Linked DNA regions of Ovis aries: region 1 is linked to region 2. The links are chromatin contacts, called in public Hi-C maps. All regions are on one chromosome and are shown on one strand. Each heading gives the region's core, a stretch centred on a gene start, on an enhancer-like site or on the middle of the called end of the contact. The rest is flanking DNA. Distances are from core to core; before and after follow the strand shown. Region 1 holds the start of CREB3L1 (cAMP responsive element binding protein 3 like 1). Region 2 overlaps LOC132657837 (a long non-coding RNA gene).

Evidence for each region. Hi-C and Micro-C count contacts between places; a contact is called where the count stands out from the background.
Region 1: a contact with region 2 is called in a Hi-C map of liver, with 3 times the contacts expected there. The contact joins the promoter of CREB3L1 here to the enhancer-like site in region 2. A contact is called at or near these places in 4 of 16 Hi-C or Micro-C datasets (liver, muscle and tail adipose tissue).

What each region holds. Positions count from the first base shown.
Region 1 is chr15:75,213,016-75,218,634 of ARS-UI_Ramb_v3.0, reverse strand. It overlaps CREB3L1 (cAMP responsive element binding protein 3 like 1), which reads right to left and starts at 2,523. Exons shown (of 12, transcript XM_027979678.3): 1 at 1,958-2,523. The coding sequence starts at 2,059.
Region 2 is chr15:75,177,800-75,183,229 of ARS-UI_Ramb_v3.0, reverse strand. It overlaps LOC132657837 (a long non-coding RNA gene), which reads left to right. Exons shown (of 2, transcript XR_009596555.1): 2 at 1-698. Among named protein-coding and RNA genes, the nearest start is that of CREB3L1, 36 kb to the left of the region's middle. Within about 2 kb of position 2,344, at least 21 of the 54 cell types and tissues checked have an H3K27ac peak or open chromatin away from gene starts, as enhancers often do. A contact at or near this core is called in liver, where this site is marked.

The sequences.
Region 1 (5,619 bases), core at 1,274-3,773, 35 kb before region 2:
CCCACAGGAAGAAAAGTCACTTGTCTGAACTGCCCAGCTGGCTGGCAACAGAAGCACGGCTGGAACCCAGTTTCCTGATTCCCATCCCAGGAGCTTTCTTTCCTCTTAGAAATTCTTCCCTCTCCACCTGCCTCACCTGGCCTTGCTTGGGCCTGAGATAAGGAGCTCCCTCAGCAGAGTTTTTCCTCCCCAGGCCCAGTAATGGATATCACTGTCTGATCACAATTCACGCATCCTTTCCTGCGCTGGACCAAGGCCCAGATGAGCAGCTGGGGGACACAAGGCTCAATGCAGCCGCAGCAGGAGGCTGTAGGCGGCAGAGTTCATTCAGAAGAAAGCCCAAATTGGAGCTGCTGCGGGCTCAGGGAACCTCACAGGGGGCTCCACCAACAAAGGCATGCGCTCCAGCAAGCCCCCCTCCCTCCGAGCAGTGTCCGTCACCAACTTCAGGAGGGGTGTGTGGAACCCCAGATCCCTGGGCCACAGCATCCTTGGAAAGACTGATCCAATCTCTCCCTGTATTGTAAACCAGGAAACAGGCGCAGGCGGGAAAGCATAGCCCAGGCTCCCAGGGAGAAGCAGAAGCAGAGGCGGGACTAGAACTCTGATCTCCCTACTACCAGGTCAAGCTCTCTCCCCTCCTCCTTGTCTGCAGAAGTGTGCTCTCTCTAACTGGAACCCGGGACCTTCCTCGGAGAGCAGGGTCACCTGGATCTGCTGCCTAATGGAGGACCAGGGGACCTCTCACCCTGTGCCTCCCTGACTCAGGTTCCTGTCTTTGGGCTTGTTTACCCATCAGCAGCATGGGACAGTTGAGGTGGAAGTCCAAGATGCCCAATCCCTTAAGTCTGTGTGCACTCGACCCTTTCTGCCAAATTCATGGTACTCGCAGGAGTTAGAGGTCAGCAAATAGAGACCCTTGAGATGAATACTATGTGTATGAGAGAGGCAGTTCACTGCCCGGGGTGGGGATCCCCACAGAACCCCCAAGCTGCCCTCGTTTCAACTCTTCATGCCCTTCTGAACCCCAGTACTTTCTCCCCTTACAGAGCCCATCTCCCACCCTACCCCCCATCCAAGCGCCCTAAGGCTGAGCCCGAGAGAAGGAGGGAGGGAAGAAGAAAGAAGCCACGTTTCTTTACCGGGGGTGGGGGTGGGGAACAGAAGAGAAGCACAAGCCGGGAGACGCGGATAGTTACAAGCCTCGGGGAGCGAGACTCGAGGGACTGAGACAGACCTAGAGAAAAACCTCCCTCCTCCTGAGCGATCACCCTGTGCTGCCCCCCACCAGTTGAGGGTCAGGTCCTTCCCTGGGGGAAATCTCTGGCCTGATTTCCTGGGGGGCAGGCACAGCACACCCCTGAATTTCCGAGTCTGGCTTAAAATTGGGGTCTGGCTCCGGCGCCCCCACCCCCAATGGGCGTCTGGTCTCTGGCCCTTCGAACATTCCCCTGTGCGCCCCCCAGCGGAGAGCCAGAGGCAGAGCCACCGAGGTCCTAAAGGGGGCGCAGGAAAGGGCGCCGCCACTGTGTCCAATCTGGCCCCGGAACCCCGGGCTGGGGGCTGGAGGACGACTAGGAGAACCGCGGCAGGAGCAGAATCGGTATCTCTTGAGCTCATATTCGGGGATCAGATGGCCCCGACTCCTCGACAAGTTCCCTTCCCCTGGAAGGCCGAGGCTAGTGTATCCACACGGACAGAGCCCCCAGGAGGAGCGCGGACTGGCGCAAGCTCGGAGGTTCGGGTCCAGGTTCGGGGTTCCAGGGAAGTGTCGAGGGATCGGGTCACCGAATCTCAGAGCCCTAAGTACGTGTCTCTCAAGGGGACCCAGCGCCGAGCCGCCCTCCCCCCACTTCTGCCCAGTGATGTGTATAGTCCCGTTCTTCTGGAGGCCCCAGGTGCACCGCGAAGAGGCGTAAGGAGTGGTGGAAGGCGAAGCCCAGACCCTTCGTCTTACCGCATTGTTGAGGAAATCCGACTCGTTCAGATCCCCCAAGTCCAGGAAGCTGGATCCGGGAAACAGCCTGTCGGCCGGGAAGGGCTCCAAGACCGCGTCCATCGCGGCCGGCTCCGGAGACCCCCCTACGGCTGGGCTTCCCCTCACTCCAGGGCGGCGGCGCGCCCGGCCCAGAGCTCCGGCCCGAGCGCTGGCAAGCGGGCGGGGTAGGCGGGGGGGCGGGCAGGTCCCGGGCGAAGCCCCGGGGGAGGGGCGGGCAGAGGCGGCGCGGCCCCGGGTCGGGGGCGCGGGGGGCGCGGAGGCCTTAGGGCAGCGGCGCAGAGCGGGCTGCGCTCAGGGGCCCCGGGCGCACCGCGGGCATCTAGCCGACTCCTCCTCCGCCGGCTCCTCCCGGGGCACAGCTGGCTTCCATGGGGAGCCCGGGAGTAGGGCTGAGGGCTTGAGGAGCCCCCCCGGACAGGGTGGGAGCCGGGGGCGGGGGAGCTCAGCGCTCCCCCGCGAGACTGGGTGGCTGCCGGGCGCTCCGCTCTCTCTGCGTCTCCCTCTGCGCGGCTTCTGTCACTTTTCCTCTGCGAAGCCGGGAACCCGGGGCTGGTTAGCCCAGCTGGCCGAGGCGCCACGCCTCCCATATCAATATTCACGATAATTTCATATTAATGAGGAGGGGGTGTGGTCTAAGGAGTTATTTCCCTACTCCTTTAAAGAGACAGCTCCGAGCTAGTCTTGCAAATCTCTGTTGCTCAAGGCAGGGGCTTGAAGCAAACATTTCCTAGCTCCAGTAACCTTGTTCTTTGAACCTCAGCCTTTTAAGGCTTTGCCAACCACACTCCCATTAAGTTCACGAGGGAGCTGAGTTATTTCTATTCCTCTAGGCTTATGCAGGAGTCTGAACCAAGTCCATAGTCAGGGAATTCCATCTCATGGGCCTCTCCACGAATCTCCTCTCATGGGGGGATTTTCAGGTCTCCTCCTCCAAGAAGCCTTCCCTGACCCCAGACTGAAGCCGTTACCATTGTTGTAGATTCGCAGGATATGGTGTGCTTACCTCCTTGATCGTCATTGTTTGTTCCTGTGTCTCTGACCCCTCTGGACTCTGAGATCCCTAGGGCAAAGACTGTATCTGGCTTTCCTGTGTGTGAAAGTTATTGGGAGGGGGGAGGGCAGGATAGATGAGGTAAGGACCCCTCTTCTCATCAAGTACCCCTAATGGTTCTGAAGAGCTAAAAGTTGGAGAATAGAGGCCATGTAGTCTGTGTGAGCCAAGATGTGGGCTGGCTGCACGCTCCATGGTCACCGGACACTCCCAGGCCCCCTGGATCCATTATCTGAGTGACTTGCTCCAGAGTACAGGTTAATCTCTTGAAAGGGCTGATAAACAATCACCAGGCACCTGAGCAAATGGATATGGCCAGAAAGTCACTCCCTTAGAGGGCTAGGCTCATGGTTCCTGCCCAGAAGTCATTAATAGGATTAAGTGTGTCCTCCTTGTTTGGAGCTTTTAATTAGCTCAGGAACCAAAAGGCCTTTAAGAAGCGGAGATGTCATTGCAGTTAAGCCAGGGATGTCACCCAGATTGCTCTCTCAGTGCCAAGGTGGGGAAAGGGCACACCTAGGCTGAGATAGCAGCTGTTTGCTTGCCTGGGGTAGGCTGGGAGGCATGTGGCTTTCTGCCCATCTCCTGATCCAGTTGACATAGTTCTGGAGAATGAAGTTCTGACCCTCCAGATTGTCATATGACTATTAGCTCCTGGACCTCCTGGAGAGTTTGTTCCTAAGAAGCTGGGAATACAGCCCAGGCTCTGGGGACCAGTTCACCAGCAATGCAACTCTGAGAAGCTGTGTTACATGCTAAGTCACTTCTGTTGTGTTTGACTCCTTGCGACCCTGTGGACTATAGGCTCCTCTGTCCACGGGATTCTCCAGGCAAGAGCACTGGAGTTGGTTGCCATGCCCTCCTCCTGGGGATCTTCCTGACCCAGAGATTGCACCCGCATCTCCTGCATTGCAGGCAGGTTCTTTACCACTGAGCCACTGGGGAAGCCCTCTGACAGTTAGGCTGGGCCAGAAAGAAATCAGTTCACTCTCGAAACAGTGGCAGGTAGAATGAGGGTGCTGAGCCTGTGGGTGTTTTCCCCAGGTGTGTCATATCTGGCCAACTGGGGAGCGGTCAGACACTGAGAATTTGACTGACCCTTCGTGAGGAGGGGGGCAATGGTTGTGACCTCTGGCTAGGTGGACAAGCCAGTCCATGGTGGGCGATTTTGTGACTACAGGTGTCTGGAGTCCTGGCTCCTGAGCTGGAGTCTCTGCAGGCTCCCAGGAGGAACAAAAGCACCCCTCTGCCTGAGGTTGGCTGGAAACTGTGCCTGTGTTCCTCCCAGCCTGCTCTGTAATTAGAGACACAGCCACCACTTAAGTGATTGGGGAAGATTATATAGTTTTAGATAAATAAGATTAGAGTGTCCTCTCTTTCCTGATTCTTACCCAGGTGAACACCCCAGGAAACCATTGAAAATAATCCTGGGGAGACACTCTGGTTCTGGCACCTCCTGTGGAGTCTGAGAGGGGGGAGCTCCCAAGAGAATTTCTGGGGGGAGGAGAGAAGAGCGGAAAAAGGGATGGGCGGTGCCGAGCCTAGCACGTCCCCAGCCCAGGTGAGGATGGCAGGGGTTTCTGCATACATCCTGCAGGTGTTATTGAGCACCTGTGAACAGTCCCTAGACCCGGCCCTGGGGTACAGTGGTGATTCAGAACTTATATTCTAGAGTGAATGAGGAAGGAATGGGCACACAAATAAATAAATAGTCAATTTCAGATAGTGATAGGACTATGAAGGAAACGGTGTGGTATGATGGAGTGTAAGGAAGGCTTCTCTGAAGAGGTGATGTGTGAACTGAGAACTGAAGTTATTTCTGGGGCAAAATGGAGGGAAAAACATTCCAGATAGAGGAAACAGCAAGCAGAAGAGAAAGCATGAGAAGGACTGGGGAGGGAGGGGCAGGCAGTGACATGGGAGAGAGAAGATGAATGTGAAATCCCGAGGCCAAATGCACATATACGCTGACACTGTTCAAGTGGTAAAAAAGAACTATGCCTATTCAGATTCAAGGGCCCACCTGAAGCCTTCTATAGCAGCCATCCCCTCTGAATCTATTTCTCTCCTCTTTTTCCCCCATACTGCAGGGCATGTAAGATCTTAGTTCCTCAACCAGGGATTAAACCTGCACTCCTGGAGTGGAAGCCCAGATTCTTAAGCACTAGGCTGCCAGTGAAGCCCCCGTTATCTATATCTCTTAAAGATTTTCCAGAAAAGGAGACTAGACAGCTCGCCGGGTCTGCAGTCTGGGCTCTGACCAGCAGGGAGGGTCTGCTTCCTCCAAGCCTGTCCTGAGGCCAGGCCTGATCCCACAACCCAGATGTCTCAGGCCCCTTCTGTACATCTGAAGGGGTGGGGAAAGGAGGCCCAGATTGGTGTTTCAAACATCCCCAAATGCTCCAGGTCAGGAAAAGCTCACAGACCATAGCCCCTCCGGTTGTGGGCTCAGCAACATCCGGTTGGTGTTGTCAGCAGCAGTTCCAGCTGTGAAGCGTAAAACATTAAGGTGCCGTAACCCAGGCAGTGACGCACAGGAGAGAAAGTTCAGAGATAAGCTTCCTGCCTG
Region 2 (5,430 bases), core at 1,095-3,594:
CATTTCCACTTCAAGTCAGGTACCTCCTTCCTGAGAAATCCACCACATTTGAAGTTTGTAGCTGGCCTTCCTTCTGTTTTTGCTATTTACGTGCCAATTTAAAGGGTGGAGAGAGCCACATTAGTTTAAAAATAAAACACAAATAGCGAAATGAGGCTTGGTTAAAGTAAAAACCACAGAAGGGATTTTTTTTTCCTCTCATACTTTTCAGATTTTCCTAGAACCACCTTTATTTCCTCAGAGCCCAGGCACAGAAAGTGAGTGGGCCTCTCTGGATGCTCTTCCAAGGGAAAGCTGAATGCCTCATTCCTATTCTCCTCTCATTGCACCTTGAGGATTTGTTTTCCTGTTTCAGACAATTGAGTCTCAGACTGGGGCTCAGAAAGGCATTGATGTTTCACATGGGGTTTTTCTGAGCATTCTTAGATTTTGATTTGTTTTTGCATGGTTTGTATCTTAACTATTCTGTTCAGCTGTATCAGCTTGTACATTCTGGGTGATGGGTGATAGGAATGTGGCTTTCAAGTCAGATAAATCCTGGTGGATTCCCAGCATTGCTACTTACCAGTCTTGTGACCGTACCTGTCAAATGAGAGTAATGAGGCACACCTCTCGGGGGCTGTAATGAGGATTAAGGAGTCAAGCAGAAAGGGCTCAGCACAAAACAAGTGCTTAATACACCGCTGCTATTACAAAAATAGATCCTTTTATTTATTCACTCCTTCCTTAACCAATTTCCCTCTCCGGTTTTGGAGAAGGAACGCAAGTTCATCACCCAATGGATGATTTTTGCCAATTTTGCATCACCAGAGGGTCTATAAAGGAAGGGAGACAAGGCCGAGTTTGACTTACAATGGGATATCTTGTAATGGGATGGGATCGGTGTTCTTGCCTCTTAGGTGACCACACCAGCAGTGTAGGGACAGGGGAAATCTTGAAGGCAGATGGTTGGGGTGGCAGGAGCACACACGATGGGGAAGAGTGGTCAGGAAAAGCAGGCCCAAGGCTGAGGCGAAGGGCCAGATTGGTGCCAGCTACGCGGAATAAAAGGCTCCCACTTTGGGGTTCTGAGTCTCCGGGCCTGCAGGCGGAGGCCCGCCAGCCCCAGGGTCTGGGGATCGTGGGACCCGAGGCGCGTGCGGCAGCGCCCTCTGCCGGCCGCGCGGGGCAAGCCGCCAGTCAACGCAGCTCTGCAGGTGGGATCCCTCCCGCTGCCTCCGCCCCGGCTCCATCCCTTCAGAGGACCTCGCCGACTGGTCCTCGACCGGATTTCGGGAGGCGCATCTCTATCTGGCACCTGTGGACTCATTAGAGAAGATGTCGGAAACATCCGATTCATCCGAGATCGGAGGCCGCGGGAAGCCACCCAAACCCCGCAGAGGCTGTGCCCCTGGGGGCCCGGGGCCACAGCCTGCTGGGCTGTCGGAGGTGGTTTGGAAGCAGCATCGCCTTTGGCCAAGACCGCGGGGTCTGCGGACAGAGAGGAGCCCTGGGTTCGCTTTCTGCCTCATCCATTTTCCAGCTAGGTGACCTTGGACAAGGTACTTACGTTTTCCGTGTGCCTTAATTTCCTCATCTTTAAGATGGAGAAAATGACCCCGACCTTGGCGGGTTAACCTGACGATTACACGGGATCAGACGGCCTGGGCTGAAATTGTGGCACTGGACAACAGCCAGCTGTGTGCCTGGGGCAAGTTACTTAACCTCTCTGTGCCCTGGTCCCTGCAAAATAGGGATAATAACGGTACTTACCTCCGAGGATTTGTTGCCTGCAAAGCGCTTAACACCGTGCCTGGCACAGAGTAAGCGCTCAATAAATGGTGGCTACTGTGGTTGTGGTCGTTATTATTGTTCCTAGGACCGCCGAGCACACGAGCAGAACTCTAGCTGGCGGCTCTTACTAGTCTTTCCTGGGTCCGGCTATTTCTTTGCGGGCATTGTTAAAATCTTTTACCAGGTGCTAGCTGTCCTTATCAGTGGCCGAAGGACAGCCGGCCTTCCAGAGTTTGGAAAAATCGAGGTTCCCCTGGAGGAGGGCCAAGAACGCGGCCCGCGGGCTGCGAGGACCGGACCTCCCGCGAGGATGCTCGCGCCGCCCCGCGCCTTCTCCGCCCGCGCCTCCGTTAGCGCGCGTCAGAGCCGCAGTGACGTCGCCGGGCCCCGCGGGCGGTGGGGAGGCGCGGCCTGGACGCGCGGGGAGCCGCGGACGGCTCGGGTGGACTGGCCGCGCGAGTGCCCTGCAGTCCCCGGCGACGGCCGAGGCAGCGGGAAGGCCTGGGCGGACTCTCCAGCGTCTGCCGGGCGCCCGGGCGCACCCGGGCTCCGCCTGCAGCCCCGCGCGCCCCGGACCCGCCCAGTCCGGCGCAGGGCTGACTTCCTCGCGGCCGCTCAGCGTCTGCGTGGTTCTTCCTTCCCCTCCTGTCCTCTGCTTCCCCGCATCGCCCTTCTGATTCCTTTTCGTCCCCAGCGATCCGCTCACTTTCTTCTTCCTCTTCCCTCCTGGACCAGCTCATTTGCTGTGAGTGGTTAGCAGCCACCCACAGGAGGCGCCTCCCACTCCCAGCTCCATCTGCAGCCCTCGGGACGCCCACTCTCTTCGCTGGCCTGGCCGGACAGTTCCACTTGGCTTGCCCTGCACGCATCTGCAACTCGCCGCGTCTTGTCCCTCTCAGTGATGGCAGGGCCATCAAACTAGACACCTAGCGTTCCCCTCTAAACACCTCTCCAGGCACTCTCCATTTCTTCATTCTAATTCCAGGCAGCCTGGTTTAGGTGTCCCTCTCCCACTGGTTGTTAACATACTCCCCGCACTGCCGCCTCCTTCAAATCCATCCTCTGCACACCGCCAGAGGGGTACCTAGTCATGCCTGGCCATGCCTTTCTCCGGGTAAGGCTGCCCGGACTGGGACCCCAGCCCATTCCGTCTTCAAGGACACCCTCCTCTGCCGTTTTCTATCTGACACCTTTATCCGGAGCTAGTCCTGGGTGTCGGCCCCTGCTGGGACCAAGAGTATCTTTACTGCTGTGGGGCGTGATCAAGGGAATTTACACCTCCCTCCGCCTCCTCTTACTCATTCTCCAGCGCTTAAGATGTGAGTCACCTCTTGAAGACCGCCTTCCCGCTTCTGCTATCTGGCTGAGTGAAGTGTCTGTGGACCCCCAGAGCTTTCCGTCCCTGCTGCTTGAGTCATATTTGGCACGAAGGCCTGCTCTTTCAAGATGGCCTCTGAGGCTCTGCCTGGCCTCTGCACCACCCCCCACCCCACCCTCTTCCCACTCTGTTCTGGCCACACCGGGATCTCAGTTACCAGCTTCTACGTTCACCTTTCCATGTCAGCATCTTCCTACAGCCTGTTCTCTCTGGCTGGTGTGCCCTTCTGTCCTTCCTCACCTACTCCGTGTTTGGCTCTCATCCTAAGTAAGCATCATTTCCTCAGAGACCTCTTCCCTGACCCCTCACTACCCCTCCCCCCCCCCATTCAGTTGAATTCTCCTTTGATAGATCAAACCATATTAGAAAAAAAAAAACCCTACAGAGATTATATCCTTAACACCTGTTTGTTCTATACCGCTCCCCTGGCACCCCTCTCCTTGCCAAAGTTTAACAATTGCTATTTTTTCTTCAAATCTCTTCCCCCCCTTGATTGGGTTATAGTTGATTTAAAATGTGTTCGTTTCAGGTGTACAGCAAAGTGAATCTGTTATACATATATCCACGCTCTTTTAGATTCTTTTCACATATAGGTCGTTACAGAGTATTGAGTAGAGTTCCCTGTGCTCTACAGTAGGTCCTCATTAGTTATCAGTTTTATATAAAGTGGGCTTCCCCACTCAGCAGTAAAGAATCCGCTTGCAATGCAGGAGCCGTAGGAGACACAGGTTCAGTCTCTGGGTGGGGAAGATCCCCTGGAGGAGGGCATGGCAACCCACTCCAGTATTCCTGCCTCGAGAATCCCATGGACAGAGGAGCCTGGCAGGCTAGTCCATGGGGTTGAAGAGTAGAGTGCCTTCTGCTATACAGTATGTGCTTACTAGTTATCGATTTCATATATAGTAGCTGGAGCTTCCCAGGTGGCTCAGCGGTAAGGAATCTGTCTGCCAATGCAGGAGATGCGGGAGACTCAAGTTTGATCCCTGGGTTGGGAGGATCCCCTGGAGGAGAAAATAGCAACCTGCCCCAGTATCCTTGCCTGGAAAATCCCATGGACGGAAGAGCCTGGCGGGCTACAGTCTATGGAGTTGCAGAGAGCTGAACACAACTTGGCACCTGAGCACACACACACACACAGCCCACACGGTGTGTGTATGTCAATCCCAATCTTCCAATTTATCCCTCCCGCAAGTCTTCTTTTCCTGTATTTGATTTCAGTTAGGATTAATTTTTTAAAAGACTTCTAATTTTATATTGGAATATAACAATGTTGGGACAGTTTCAGGTGTACAGCAAAGCAACTCAGCCATATATATATATATGTATATATGTGTGTGTGTGTATGCATTCTCCCCTAAACCCCCCTCACATCCAGGCTGCCACATAACAATGAGCAGAGTTCTCTGTGCTATACAGCAGGTCCTTATTAGTTATCTACTCTTTATACGTGCGTGCTAAGTCGCTTCAGTCATATCCAACTCTGTGTGACCTTCTGGACCCGCCAGGCTCCTCTGTGTATATGTCAATCTCAATCTTTCCCCTCAAGTCTTTTCTCTTTTTTTAAAGACAAAACTTTACAGATCTAAGTGGCGCCCTCTGAACTCATTTCCGTCCCTTCCCTTAGGTACCCACCCTCCTGTACTTCGGGTTAATCATTCTCATATGTGCTTTTGTATTTTTTGTTTGTTTGTTTTTTACAAACGTTTGTGCCCATAAACACTTCATGGGATTGTTTGGCATGCTTGTAAACTTTGAAGAAATGGCATTCTTCTTTTGAAAAAAGCATTTGCTTTTTTCACTCAGCACTGTGATTTTGAAATGTAGCCACACTGATACATGTAGTTCTAAACCATACATTTTCACTGCTGATTAGGGTCCCATTGAATGCATTCACCACCCTTTACTCATCTCCTTGTGGAAGACATTCAGCTAATTTTCACATTTTTTTTCGTTGTTAGGAACAAGGGTGCAATTAATTTTCTTTTTTTTTACCCATCCCCTTGAGTGAAAGTAGCCACCCAGATAAATACCTGGATATGGAATTGCTGGGCTCAGGCCGTGTGAACTGGCAGCTTTACTGGGGATGGACAGTTTTTCAAGGCGGTTGCACCAATTTACACCTCGATAGCAAGCATGCTTGGCTTCCTCAGCAACACTTTGGTGATGCCAAACTTTAAAACTTTTGCCAAGCTGGTGGGTGTGAAATGGTTTTCAGTGTTTGAATTTGCAACTCCCTGTTTACAAGTGAGACTGAGCGTACTGTCATTTGCTTATTGGCA